Regions from separate parts of the Mus musculus genome. Here regions 2, 3, 4 and 5 are each linked to region 1. Evidence: chromatin contacts called from public promoter capture Hi-C data. All regions are on one chromosome and are shown on one strand. The core of a region is the stretch at or near the end of the contact, and the rest is flanking DNA. Distances in the headings are between cores, read along the strand shown.

Evidence for each region. Promoter capture Hi-C pulls out the DNA fragments that hold promoters and counts their contacts. Capture Hi-C pulls out chosen DNA fragments and counts their contacts.
Region 2: a contact with region 1 is called in a promoter capture Hi-C map of liver, with 2.5 times the contacts expected there. The contact joins the promoter of Pfkl here to the promoter of Smarcb1 in region 1. A contact is called at or near these places in 3 of 39 promoter capture datasets (the C10 cell line and liver).
Region 3: a promoter capture Hi-C map of liver shows a contact between it and region 1, with 2.8 times the contacts expected there. The contact joins the promoter of Gatd3a here to the promoter of Smarcb1 in region 1. A contact is called at or near these places in 6 of 39 promoter capture datasets (the 3T3-L1 cell line, cranial neural crest, hematopoietic stem and progenitor cells and 2 more) and 1 of 9 other capture datasets (liver).
Region 4: a promoter capture Hi-C map of adipose tissue shows a contact between it and region 1, with 4 times the contacts expected there. The contact joins the promoter of Syde1 here to the promoter of Smarcb1 in region 1. A contact is called at or near these places in 1 of 39 promoter capture datasets (liver) and 2 of 9 other capture datasets (adipose tissue and liver).
Region 5: a promoter capture Hi-C map of embryonic stem cells shows a contact between it and region 1, with 3 times the contacts expected there. The contact joins the promoter of Agpat3 here to the promoter of Smarcb1 in region 1. A contact is called at or near these places in 2 of 39 promoter capture datasets (embryonic stem cells and liver).

The regions. Positions count from the first base shown.
Region 1 is chr10:75,920,163-75,922,923 of GRCm38.p6, reverse strand. Smarcb1 (SWI/SNF related, matrix associated, actin dependent regulator of chromatin, subfamily b, member 1) reads left to right here and starts at 1,310. Exons shown (of 9, transcript NM_011418.2): 1 at 1,310-1,621. The coding sequence starts at 1,529.
Region 2 is chr10:78,008,536-78,011,235 of GRCm38.p6, reverse strand. It overlaps Pfkl (phosphofructokinase, liver, B-type), which reads left to right and starts at 1,429. Exons shown (of 22, transcript NM_008826.5): 1 at 1,429-1,637. The coding sequence starts at 1,553.
Region 3 is chr10:78,168,381-78,171,080 of GRCm38.p6, reverse strand. Gatd3a (glutamine amidotransferase like class 1 domain containing 3A) reads left to right here and starts at 1,326. Exons shown (of 7, transcript NM_138601.3): 1 at 1,326-1,486; 2 at 1,656-1,708; 3 at 2,159-2,272. The coding sequence starts at 1,352. Pwp2 (PWP2 periodic tryptophan protein homolog (yeast)) reads left to right here. Exons shown (of 21, transcript NM_029546.2): 21 at 1-171.
Region 4 is chr10:78,590,545-78,593,244 of GRCm38.p6, reverse strand. It overlaps Syde1 (synapse defective 1, Rho GTPase, homolog 1 (C. elegans)), which reads left to right and starts at 1,281. Exons shown (of 8, transcript NM_027875.1): 1 at 1,281-1,443. The coding sequence starts at 1,356. It overlaps Gm30346 (a long non-coding RNA gene), which reads right to left and starts at 1,204. Exons shown (of 3, transcript XR_380602.2): 1 at 765-1,204.
Region 5 is chr10:78,350,297-78,352,996 of GRCm38.p6, reverse strand. Agpat3 (1-acylglycerol-3-phosphate O-acyltransferase 3) reads left to right here and starts at 1,297. Exons shown (of 10, transcript NM_053014.3): 1 at 1,297-1,370. Gm40709 (a long non-coding RNA gene) reads right to left here and starts at 514. Exons shown (of 3, transcript XR_871856.3): 1 at 70-514.

The DNA.
Region 1 (2,761 bases), core at 61-2,560:
TCTGGAGTTCTGGGATTAAAAGTGTGAGCCACCCCTGGCCCTTAACCCTCTGGTTCCCATGGCTGTGAGATCAGTGGGCAAACTCCTGGTTACCACAGCCTTTCCTAGTTCTTTAACATCTCCTTCATCATGACCCCAGTCACAATTGCAGTCTCATTAGACTGACCCTTATGAAGCTGGCCACTGTTTGTCCTGCTGCTTTCAGAGAAGTGTTTGTATTTTGCACATCCCACCATGCCCCCACCTCCCCTACACTAGGTTGTTAGTCCCTTTGCTCCCATACACAATGTCACTTTTACTTTAATGTTCTGTGGAATACATATTTTATGTATCTAAGGAAAATCTAGAAAGCACAAATGAGAGAAAACGTATTTGTCTTTCTGAGACTGGCCTGATTTGTTTAATATGATATCTTAGTTGCATCCATTTTCCTGAAAACAATGTAATTTCACTTTTGTGGCTGAAAAACAAAAAACACATGTACACACATTTCACACTCTTTTTTGTTTTCTGGGACAGAGTTGCTCAACATATCCCTGACTGTCTTGGAACTGAAGCTAAAAGCTTGCACCACCACACCCAGCCTAGACTACATTTTCTTCATCCATTCCTCTATTGTTGAATAGCTACCTAGGCTAGGCTATAACTTAAGCTCCTGTAATAGTGCTACAATAAACATTAAACATTTTGGAGTCACGGCTCTGTTCAACAGGGGGTGGACTGCTTGGACACGTTCCAGAAGCACTGTCTTCTCTCGGGGCTGTTATGCCCCAAGGCGGGCAGAGGCACAGACCAGGGCTGGGCTTGTGGGCACCAAGCTTGCAGAGGTAAGGAAGGAATGCAAGTGCCTCCTCCCGTTCATCTGGCACATCACCTAGATCTTTGAATAGTACCAACCTCCATCCAGTATTGTCATTCTTCCCATCCCTACTGCCTCGGGAACTGCTGTTGGCCTGGAGTGGATAGCTAGCTATTCCTAACGCACTTTCGGGTGGAAAACCTGAGGCGCTAGCGTGGGGTCGCCATGCCCACCCAGCTTCCCTCGGGCTTCCAGATAGAGCGGTCCTTCTCCTCGCTTAACGTCTCATTTTTTTCCTTCATCCCGGGGCGGAGTGCCAGCTCTGGCTATGCGACTAGGAAAGCTACCGCCTGAGTCAGGGCCTCAGTGGCTATTTCGGTCGCTGAGAGGTTTTCCTCCTTACCCGCCCAGGGAGGAAGCCTAGGAAGCAAAAAAGAACTCGGGTCCCTTTAAGGGCTTGCGGGAACGCGCTCGGCCTTGAGTCGCGCAGGCTGCGGCGCGCACGTTAGCGTCAGCTTCTCCACGCATGCGCACCGAGGGCGGCCTGCTCGTTGCAGAGACGGCCAAGGAGCCCAGTAGTGACACGAGCGCTCGCCCGGTTCGCCCGGCTTGCCCTGCCCGACCTTCACCTCCAGGCCTCCGTTCCTTTCGGTCCGACGCGCCTCGGCCCCGCCCTAGCCCACCGGATTCTTTCCAGCTCGACCCCGGCTGCCGGTTTCCCCCGCCGCCATGATGATGATGGCGTTGAGCAAGACCTTCGGGCAGAAGCCCGTCAAGTTTCAGCTGGAGGACGACGGGGAGTTCTACATGATCGGCTCCGAGGTAGCCCGCGGCGCGTTCTCGGCTTCCCGGGCAGCGGCTGGCCGGCTCGAGTCCCGGGGCGGGCTAGTGCTCCCCGAGAGCGCGCCTCCATTCATCGCGGAGGCGGGCGCGTGCTCGCAGCTGGGGCGTGGCCTGGTGGGCGTGGCCGGTCCCGCCTGGACCGTCCTGGGTTTTCTTTACCCACTTAACGTTGTTCAGACCCTAAGCATCTGTCCTAGCTTAGAGCGTCGAGCCGGTACACTCTAGGCAGATGGGGAAAGGATGTTCGGGAAGCCCCTGGGCGCTTGGAAGTGGAGGTGCAACACTGCCCTTGAACCCTTTGGCAGCTCTCGTGCACCCCACTGCCCCGGTCTCGAAATCTCTACTTGTAAGCCCGAAGCTTAGGAAAGCCTCTTCCCCTTTGTGTTGTTGCTTGCGAGGTGGACTGCAGAGAGCTTTTATGATGTTTAGAAAGTGATTGGACATGTTTGCTTTTGAGTGGATTGAGGCCCTGAGGTCGGAAGCACTAACGTTTTGGAGATCAGTGAACTAATTTTGAGTTTTTATAGGGGATAAATCTGAAGGGTCGCTAACCCAGAACCCAGAGCTAGAAGAGACAGCTTCTGTGCAGTCAGGTGGACAGGGTTCCTTAGGATCGCACCTGTGCGCCAGCCACTACCCTTTTCACAGGGGTCGCATATCAAAGATCCTGCATATTAGGTATTTACATTATGATTCGTAACTGTAGCAAAAATTAGAGTTATGAAGTAGCAACGAAAAAAGTTTATGGTGGAGGGGGTCATTACAACATGAGAAACTGTATTAAAGGGTCACAGCATTAGGAAGGTTGAGAACCACAACCTTAGAAAATCCCTTCAATTAACCCTAGAGACCAGCCAAATCTTTGTGTTTTTTTGTTTTTTTTGTTTTTCTTTTCTTTTTCTTCTTCGAGACAGTTTCTCTGTGTAGCCCTGGCTGTCCTGGAACTCACTCTGTAGACCAGGCTGGCAGAAATGTGCCTGCCTCTGCCTCCTGAGTGCTGGGATTAAAGGCGTGTGCCACCACTGCTCAGCTGAAATTTCTTTCTTTCTACCTTTTTTTTTTTTTTTTTTTTTTTTGGTGCAGATTGTCTATCTCAAACTAACTTCATTCCATCTAAGG
Region 2 (2,700 bases), core at 180-2,679, 2.1 Mb before region 1:
TGTATGGCCTGCCTGTATGTATGCCTACAGACCCGAAGAGGGCACCAGATCCCATTACAGATGATTGTGAGCTACCATGTGGTTGTCAGGACTAGAACTCAGGACTTCTGGAAAAGCAGCCAGTGCTCTTAACCTCTGAGCCATATCTCCAGCCAAAACACCTCCCCACTCCCCACCAACAAAAGCCCTGTTATGTTCTTAGAATTTGAGTTAAACGGACCGCCCCTTCCTTCTTTCCTTTATTCCTTTTATCCCTGTTCTTGGTTTCTTTGTATAGCCTTGGCTGTCCTGAAATTTGCTCTATCGACCAAACTGACCTTCAAAGATCTGCCTGTCTCTGCTTCCTGAATGCTGGGATTAAAAGCGTGTGTCACCACTGCCAGACAATAAAAATAGCTCTTAAAGAATTTAGCAAAACCAGGCAAAAATCAACAAACTGTCAGGGTCAGATGGGGTACCCTCATCTCTGCAGGACAGCCCTACCATGGCAGCCCAGATCCAGCGCTCTGGACTGTGGGTAGCTTTCCTTGAGAGTCCTGGATCTGACCATTGCTCCACCAGCTTCGAATCCCTCTAACCAATCCTGAGGGGCTGGTTCCCCACTTTGTGCTCAGGCAAAGGCCACTCGCCTGAACCAGGAGCTGTGAGAGTTGAGAGAAGCGGCAGGTTTAGCAAATCACCCTGAAGTAAAAATGCTACGCTAAGTGTTTCTCTTTCCAAATCCCCAACTACATTCAGCAGTCGCGATGGGACGAATCGTGGCTATCGTCTCAGATACAACTGCAGCTTTCCTATGTTTTCTTTTGCTCTCTTTCTCCCTTTCTCCCTTTCTTTCTTTCTCTTTTTCTTTCTCTCTTTCTTTCTTTCTTTCTTTCTTTCTCTCTCTCTTTCCTTCTTTCTTTCTTTCTTTCTTTCTTTCTTTCTTTCTTTCTTTCTTTCTTTCTTTCTCCTTTTTTTGTTTGTTTGGCTTTTTTCCTTTTCCTTTTTTTTTTTAACTTCGGCTCGAAGGAGACTGTTGCAAGCCTAAATCAACTCAAGGAGCGGCTTAGGAATTCTCACCCAAGCCACACCTGCATCCCCGGATGCTGGCCAAGTGGGATTTAAAATGCCCGTGAGACTTGGCTACAGGTTTCCTTTAACAGCGCCTGGACAGATGTAAAATCAGCTTGCTGTAGCATGAACTCCACTTGCCCAGAAACTTCAGTCAGGCTCAGGTTGTGAACTTCATTTGGTGAGGACGTTGATCCTAGCTGCTGGGTACCTGGGGAGTTCGGTGGCGGGCCTGGGGAACCAGGGTTCCGGAACCGCTGCGCAGACATTTGTAGACTGGCGTGCGCTCCGCCTTTCTTAGCGCAGCTACCTTCTCCAGCAGCCACTAGAGGGGCGACCAGGTCCCCGAGCCTGTCAGTCAAACGTTATACTGGGGGCGGAGCCGGGGCGGGGCGGGACAAACCGGGTACACAGGCAGGCGCACGGGGCGGGGACAGGCGACAGCGGCGCGGAACGCAGAGCGGCGGGAGAGGAGCTTGGGCTCCTGGTCTCCGCTGCCGCCATGGCTACCGTGGACCTGGAGAAACTGCGGATGTCGGGGGCTGGCAAGGCCATTGGAGTGCTGACCAGCGGCGGTGATGCGCAAGGTGATGGGACGCGGGGGCGTGTTTAGGGATGGATCTGGGGTTTCTGCCTGTCCTCGGAACCCTTCGGGCTTGTCCACTGCCCCTCGCCTAGGGATCTGGGGTGTACTTGGCCAGCCAATCTCCTGTGGAGCACCGTGGCTTCAGGTCCCTGTCCCCAAGCTCCGCCCCGGGTAGCTGGCGTACGTGCTGCAGGCCACGGGCCTTGGCACGCCCCGCCCTCGCGCTGCCTAGGTCCGCCCGGTTTGGGGGTGTGTCCGCGCAGCACGCAGACTTAGGGCACCGGGCTATTCCTTTCTAGGCCACACGTGTCAGGACCTCTAAGAGAAGCACAGCCGGCCAAGTTTCACAGGCCGGAATTTGAAAGGATCAGGGACCCTGTACCCTCCCCCGTGCAGCCTGTGATTCCTACCTTCTCTGTACTGGGATGGGGTGAGACTGAGGCAGGCTTGCCCACACGCCTTTGCCTGGGCTGCTTCCTGTCCCTTGGATGGAGACTTAAGTGGAGAACAGAGGGCGTGGAGCGGGGGTATTTTTTTACCGGTGTAACAGGGCAAGCACCACAGGGCTAATAGTTGAGGGTGCACAGCCTCTTCTCGGCCTGGTAAGGCTAGGGAAAAGTCTGGGCTTGGGAGGATCTGCCCTCTTCTCAGCCCCTCTCTTGGTGGCCTGGTTCCAGGCTGACTGCTGATGTGCGAAGTCTGTGGCTCTAGTTGGGTCCGGCTGAAAAGAAATACTACCCAGTTGGGGGCTGAGGAAGACACGTGGAGCTTCAAGGGGCTTGGCTTCCCTGAGCACTGCAGTTGAGCTTCGCCATTTCCTTCCAAACATTTCAGGAAATACAGACACACATGCTCCTAAGCGGGGTTCCTGACTGCCCAGCCCTTACCTAAGAGATCGGTAGGAACAACACAGGATAGATACATCTTACAAGCATGATTGCAAGTCCAGGAAGGCAGGAAAAAATGTCACTCTGACTCCCATAATGCTGGAAATCTCAAATCTCTGTTGGGTCCCCTGGGCCTGGTCTAGGCTGGCAGTCAGCATACCCTTTTTCAGGGCTGTT
Region 3 (2,700 bases), core at 77-2,576, 2.2 Mb before region 1:
AGGTTTCCTGTTCTGCAGAGCATTTCTCTGTGTAGCTTGGGGTAGAAAAGGAAACTGCTTCTTATGTGCCCAGGGACAGCCAGGCCCCTGGCCGCCCAGACAAGGACCCGCTTGTTTTGGTGCCATCTTGGGATCCCCATCTGCAGTACAAATACAGTTTTATGAAGCTTTACTGGTTTTGTCTGTGTGTGGTATGAATGTGGAACTGAGGGCCCAGGGAAGGGCAGGCAAGTAGTGCTGAACCATGCTTCAGCCATCACCATACATCTCATACATCTCATCCAGTTTAATTCTCATACCAGAAACTGGGCTCAGTTTGGAGTATTTTACAAGTCTGCTCCGTGGTAACCATGCCCACTCCACCCCTGTGGACAGCCAGATGCAAATTGCCTGACACTGCTCCACCCCTCCCCCCAACTACTGTCCCCTGAAACTGAATAATCCCTGACTCGCTGTAATGGTGTTGGGCCACCAAACCCACTTCTGTATGCTCCCTGGCTTCTGCATATACTGTGCATCCCAGGCCTAAATGTCTCCTAAATGTGAAAGGGTTCCCATCTTAAGATGGGAACACCCAGCAGCTAATTATCCCTAGGAGTTGAGAGAAGCCAGGTCACCTTTGACAGCCTTCACTGTGGCTAGGGAGAGGCAGTGAAACTCTGGGAGTTATCTGGTCATTACCCCGATGGACACCGGACTGTATGCAACTATAGCAATCACATTGATTCAAAATAGGAAATGGAAGGTACGATGCTCAGCTCAGCTCTTCACTGAATCGTGACTGGCAGAACTGTGGCCTGTGAGGAAGCTGCAGAGGTACCCAGAACACAATGGCAGGAGCAATTTACGATTGCACCGTGAGGGCGCGGGGCTTGCTCTGACCCCGTTATTTAAAATCAGTTTTTAGTCATTGCATAGACTGGAATTGCAATAGGTAGTCAAGGTGGCCTACACCAAGATGAGCGCCCTTCAAACATTAACTAGGCAGACCGGGCCGCTCAACAAGGTCGATCGCAGGAAGGTCCTAACCTGGCATACTTGCTTGCTTGCCCTCTCAAAACCGAGAAGAGGCGTGTCCCAGCTCGGTCGGTCATTGAGCTGGAGAAGTCCAGCCAACCGGTCTCTTAGGTGAGGGGGGGCGTGTCCTGAGATCTGTGGCCCCTCCCTCCCGCTAGTCCTCCAGGGAAAAAGGTGCTGGGTTTCCCGTACGCCGTCGGTCACTGCGCAGGCGCGGCCCCACCCACTGGCCCTCTCCAGAAAGGGGTTGTTACGCGCTCCTCCATTGGCCAGGCGCGACCCCGCCCCACGGCGCACGTTCTCCTGACACCACTGTGGCTGGCTGCCCTTCGTGATGGCTGCCGTCAGGGTTTTGGTGGCGCCAAGGCTGGCTTCTGCGCTCCTACCGCTCTCCAGATACCACCGGGCTCCCTCCCAGCGCGCAGCCCTTCACAGCTCCGCACCGCGGCCCGGGGCCAGGGTGGCGTTGGTGAGTGCAGAGCCAGACTCCCAGGCCGAGTGCCTTCCCTTGCTAGGTCCCCGCAGCCTGGGGTCGACCAGCTGTCCGCCCAAGGTCGGCTCTTGGTGGGGTTCAGCCTCCCCTCCCTCGGTAATTGCGTGTTGGGCCCTCGCCCTCGTCAGTGCCTCTCTTCCTGCAGGTGCTGTCGGGCTGTGGAGTCTATGACGGAACCGAGATCCATGAGGCCTCAGCGTAAGTCCTCAGAGTTTGTAAACACTCTCTTGGTTTAAAAGGCAGAAATGGCCAGAGGGTGACCAAGCGCAGTGGGTTCACATCGTGATAAGTCCAAAGCCAAAGTTAGCACAGCCAAGACACAAAAGATGCCACCCGGACCCTGGGTGAAGGCAGAATGCCTGGCAGCAAGCTGGGGTCTTGAACATACCCAAAATGCAACACCTGCGGAGTCAACAACCCTCGCTGCTCATCAGTCAGTAAAAGGATGCCTTGCCTACTTATTCTGGTTCTACCCTTACCTTGCAGAAGTCTGTAAGCGGCAGGAGCCGTGCCTTCGTAAAAGCAACTAGGTGTCCTATAAACTAGGAATTCCCCAGCACTTGGTGCCAGTCCATCTGTAAAATCGTCATGCTGTGAGGCCGGAGGACACATTTGGAAGTGATGTCTTTGTGGATTTTCTTCATATAGGATCCTGGTGCACCTGAGCCGAGGCGGGGCTGAGGTCCAGATCTTTGCTCCCGATGTCCCTCAGATGCACGTGATTGACCACACCAAGGGGGAGCCTTCTGAGAGGGAAAGCAGGTATGGGTAGGGAAAGGACCTTACAAGAGCCCTGTTCCCATGAGCAGCTCCTGTACTGTAGCCTTCCTGATTATGTGATCAAGTGTCTGTCCCTCAAAGCAACTGTCATCCGGCTGTTCTGGAAATACATGGCCATGGGCCAAATGTTTCTGACCTCCCCGTGACCGTTACAGGGGTAGCAGTAGCCTTTGGGTGTGAGGTGGTCATGCTCTGCTCTGGCTAGTCCCTGTGTGGTACTGTGTTCCCTTTATCTTGTTGCTTTGTTTTTGGCAGGGAGGGGTTGTTTGTTTTGTTTTGTTTTCCCAAAGTTTCTCTATGTAGAGAGACTGTCCTGGAACACACTCTGTAGACCAGGCTGGCTTTGAACTCTGATCCTCCTGCCTCTGCCTACTGAGTGCTGGGATAAGAGGCATACTCCACCACTGCCT
Region 4 (2,700 bases), core at 32-2,531, 2.7 Mb before region 1:
TTCTCTTACTCAATGAGTACATAGGAGGCTAGCAGTCGTGGGTGACTTCCAGGTGTGGTATTATCTCTGGCTGTAAGGTCTAGCAAAAGTTCCAGTCTCTTAGAATGTACTAGATCTTTTCAAACTATTGCAGCACCACAGTTTCTCCTCCCACATGTGCCTGGATAAGCAAAGCTGGGCAGGTCTTCCTTCTACTCATCTGCACTCTTAACTTTTAGACGCCTGCATACCCACCAATTACCACAAAACTACTGAACTGGGAGGAAGCCAAGGACACAGAGGTGTCCACATAGGTGCTTAGTCCACTATCCCAGTGGAGGTCCAGCCTGTGTCTGGCACCAGTTAAGAGACCTGAACTTTAGTTGTGCCACAGTTCATGTGTTGAAAGTTTAGTCCTCTATGTGGCCCTGTTAATAGGCTAGTCATGGTGAAAGGAGCCTATCGGCGGGAGTTGGCCTTCAGAAGACGGTTCTGTGAGACCAAATTAGCAGTTAAAAGTGCTTGTTTCCCAGCCGTTTCTGGGCACCCACACACACACCCCGATCCATGTGCCATACACACAGAAGCACACACATATTCATAATAAAAAGTAAACTTAAGTTGTAAGAATCAGCCCAAACCTAAGATTTTTTTTTCTCTTCCTGTCTTAAGGAGTGCTGCTAGGACATCAACATGAACTCAGTCTACTTTAGAAAGTTGTCCAGCCTCCGGTATTTCAGTACTAAATAAAAAATAATAATACAACCTCCGATTTCACCACTTACTTTCGAGATACACCTATCCTTGCTGTGTTCTCGACTGAGTAGAGATCAGCAGACTGCATCGTCTATATCGCGTCCATGTTCCTGACAGTGAGCATCCCGGCTGTCTGAAACCACTAAGCTTGAGGGTCAATAAGCAGCAATAGTAACTTGAGTTGGGGGCATTTGGGGTTCCCAAGGAAAGATCGTGGTCGAGGTACTGGGTGATGTGGGGATGGATGGACGGACAGGAGGAAAGACATGAGCTGATGTGTGCCTTGGATGCGGTTTGGGGGAGCCGACAGAATGTGCTGCATGCCATCACACAAGGAGGATGGTTATGGGGGGCCCAGCCTATGCCATGACATTCATAGTTGAAGAGTTAGATCAGCCCAGCACCCCATCATGTCCCCTCCCGGCCCCAGGCGACTACATCTCCCAGCATCGCCTGCTCGGGCCGCGGGAAAGGAAAAGAAAAAAAAAAAAAAAAAGTTAAGGCCAAGCATTCCCGGAATGCGCTTCCTGCTGGAGCGGGCCGGTGGGGGGGGGGGGGTAGGCGGGCGGGGCGGGCGGCCGCAGCCCCGGGGCGCGCACTCGGCCGGCCGCGGCCCAAGCATGGCCGAGCCGCTGCTCAGGAAGACCTTCTCCCGCCTGCGGGGTCGTGAGAAACTTCCTCGAAAAAAGTCAGAAGCCAAGGACCGCGGTGAGTGCGGGGACTCTCGGAAAGTAAGAGAAGGGAGCCCCACTCAGCCTCAGATCCCCAGGTCCCCGGTAGGGTACGCAGCGGGACCTAGTGGGTAAGCCGGGAGCGAGCCCTGATGCAAGAGAGGAATATGCACCGGATCTTTGTAAGGCTGGGGGGCTGGGGCGGGGGGCACGGACCGTTATGTGCAGCTGGCCTGAGATGCCAGCCCCAGGGATCCTTGCAAGGCCCCGCAGGGGGGCCTCACCCCTGACAGGAAATGGGGCCTCGAAGGGGCGCCCAGAGAGTGGCGGGGCAGGGGCGGGAGGTGAGGACAGCTGTGTGGCATCGACATGGCTGGGTGGTGGGCACCTCTCCTGGGTACACACTCCTGTACTAAAGAGAGGTCGTGCGGGGTTATATTTATTATTGCAGTCTTTTCCCCAATTCCATGCCACCATCGCTCCAGAGGCTGCAGCCGCACCTACTGTGGCCAGCCCCAAGAAACCGTCCTGTTTATTAAGACAGAGAAACTGAGGCACGTGGTTGTTGGGTGATTTGTCCCGGGCCTGTGAACTGACTTTAAACAATCCTCTGGACTATGCTACTGATGACAGAGACCTGAAACAGAGGGCCAAAGGGTGGAAATAGAAGATCCTTAAATCTGGGGGTCCACAGACAGCAAGAATGAAATGGAAAGGAACGAAAGCTGTATGGGTAGGGGGCTTCGGAAGGAAGCAGTTAAAGGAGGGAGGCCACTATACCAAGGACCTGACTCTTCCTCCCGGGCCGTTCCCAGGGCATCCCAAGGGTCCCAGGGCCAGAGAAGGGATCCGGGTGCCCACACATAAACACACACAGGAAATCGACCATGATGTCAGAGAAAGTAGAGCCAAGATAAGGGGGGCGGGGTAACGGGGCACTGACTGTAGAAATCTGGCTTGGGCTGAGGGGCAAGATCCAAGAGAACTTGTGGGCAGGATTTGGGAAATGGGAAAAGGGTGCTGAATGAAAAAGAAACCAGCGTTCCCTGCCCTGCCTTCCCAGCAGCAGCTACTAGGGCCTTGAGCAGGGCTACAGATCCTATTGTCTAAAGTTGCTTCTCACACTGAGCTCCAAGCTGGAAGGGGGTCGAGAAGAGAATATGATAATACTGAATCTCCTCATAAACAAGACATGGAGCATCAGGAAAAATGCCTTGCTCAAGGCCACTCAATGAGAAGGGGCAGGCGTAAGATTCTAGGATTAATGGAATGTCTGGGAGAGGGGTGACAGAGC
Region 5 (2,700 bases), core at 48-2,547, 2.4 Mb before region 1:
ATTAATTGGCGGGGAACCCCCAAATTTCCAGGCGTCCCCAGGAGGACTCAGAAGGAAGGGGAGTCTAACCTGAGCCATCAAAACATCCTGGGTCTCAAGGGGACCTCCGGGACTGGGAAGGGGTCTAGGCTGAGGCTCAGAATGATTTCAGGAGGCTGAACGGAGGCAAATCCAGGCTGGGCCTAGGAATATTCCAGTTCTTGGGGGAGGCAACCCAGGAGGACTCCAGGGAACCATCGGGGGTCCAAGTACGGCCCAGGAACACCCCGAAGAACTTCAGGGGGACAAGGGGATCCAGGCTGGGCCCAGGAACACCGCAGTACCCCAGAAGGACTTCAGTGGGCTAAAAGAGGGGATTCAAGCTGGGCCCAGGAACACCCCAGTGGGACTCCGGAGGACCGCAGGCAGCTGAAAGGGAGTCGGACTGGGTCTAGGAACATCCCGCTGGCCAGGGAGGGTGGAGGCTGCTCCCGCGGGGCGCGCCTCGCGTCCCCTCCCCCGCTTGCTGTCCGTTGGCCGAGGCGGTCGCCGCTGCGCCGCGGGCCGCGACTCCTCCCCCGCGCGTCGGTCCGCGCGTGTCCCCGCGTCCCCGCGCCTGGCGTCCCGCGCCGGCGGAACTGTGGGATCGCCGCGCACAGGAAGTGGCGGCGGCGCCGAGGCGGAGGGCGGCGATGGGGGCCCGGGGCGGCGGGCGCCGCACTCGCTGAGGCCCCGACGCAGGGCCGGGCCGGGCCCAGGCCGCGCGCGCCCGACGCGAGAACCGCGACCAGCAGGTGGAGTGCAGGTGAGCCGCGCCGAGCCCGGCCGAGCCGCCGGAGGTCGTCCCCCGCCCGCGGTCGCCGGGCCCCGCCGCAGTGGCCGGCTGCGCTCCGCGGGGCGCGCGGCCTGGAGAGCGCGGCGCCTGGAGGCTCCGGGTCCCGCCCGGCCCCTGTGCGGCCTGCCCGGCCCGCCGGTGCTGTGCGGGGTGCGCGGCGGCCTGGGGATGCGGGCGATCGGGTAGAGATGGGGATGCGGGGCCCGACGAGAGGGCCTGGGCGGCCTTGGGGCCCCTCTCCGGGGGGAACCTTGCTCGGCTCCCGGCTCCTCGCTCTGGGGGAGCCCCCCATGCCTGATTTCGGGGCCCTGTGGGCTAGTTTCACTTTTTTGCTTGCTCAACGCGGAGGGAGGGCTGCAGGTGGGACGCCCTGGAGGAAGGTGCGAGGGCTCGGTTGTTGTTGTTTTTTTTTTTTCTTGACTTTGGCGTTTGAGACCAAAGGCCGACTGTGAATTTCCACGTTTCACTCAGGCGCTGGGGTCATTCAGTAACCAGAGCCTCTGGAGGAAAACACCTGTCCACGGTGGGCCTGGAGCCCCGGAGCAGTTGACCCCAGGTACCTACGACAGGAGGATTGTGAACACTTAAGCTGGGTGGAAAATATATTCAGGTTTCCTTTTTAACTTCGAGAGAAGTTTAGGGGCACAGGGAAATGATTTTAGAAATGGCCTTTCAAACCTAACTTTTTAAAGCAGTGTGGAAAGTCTTCTCTAAGAGAATACTTAAGAGACTGGGTTCTTCTTCCTGGGAAACGAGAAGGCTACTTGGATTTGAGACAGATTGGAATGACTCGTCCAGAGCCAAGATCTTGGATTCTGGGATTGGACACAGGGTGCCGGTTGGGGGTGCTGGGTTGGTGGCTGTTGGAACTGAGTGGAAGCAGCTCTTTCTGCTTCGATGACATTGGGAAATGGACTGTGCCCCTTTCAAAGGGGTCTCTGTGCACTTTGATCACTCCCTTACTGTCCCTTCCCCTTATTAGGTAAGCAGGACTCCTTCCAACTTTAGGATTTAGCCTATAAGATTGATTCCTAGTATCACACTCTGTGCTTTGTAATTACGTTGTTTCCAAAGGCAGTTACATGCAATGGCTTTGCCAGCCTCTCTTTGGTCTTGGTGGCATGTGCTCCTCAGCATGGCTATGTTCAGCAGGTGGATGTCAGCTGGATGTCTGACCTAACTCAGTCTGGACCTACTGGAGGCCTTGTGTGTGGCCCCCACCTGCTCTTATCTGTACAGCAGCAGGGCAGAAGGTCTAGGTCTTAGAAGTTGCCTGTGGAATTGGTGGGAAGTGGGTTAAATACAGTGTCTCCTAGGGAAGGAAGATGGGAGGGATGCTGGAAATGAAGGGAGGTCTCTGTCTCACCCTAAGCTGCTCCCAGATAACAGGCCCAGCACCTGGGAAGGACAGTGCCTGTGTGTTCTAGGGGACTGGGGAAACTGAACAGAAAGTAACTGATCTACTTCAGAAGTTACAAAAGGAGCATCTACTGCAGTAGAGGAGTTGTTTACTTCTTTTCTGGGGCATATAGCTGCGACTCTGTGCTAACAGACTCTGAAACACACTGGGGTCTGAGGAGCAAGGCTAGCCACTTGTCCTGGATTATGTCACAAATCTCCACAGCCAGAATTTAAATGAAGAGCAAAGGGACTCTGATTTCCTCCAGCCCAGTCAGGGTAGTAAAAATCTGTATACATCTGTCTCTGGCCCACTTGGAGGCAGGTAGGGCATAGTAAGATCTTTGTATAGTATGGGATGAGCAAAGATGGAAGTTTATTGTTGTTTCAGGAGTTAGAATGGCATCGTTAATCCAAGCTCACTCCTAACAAGTTGGTGCTGGTTAACTGGTCCAGCCTCTCAGAGGATGGAGCTGGTACCAACTGTG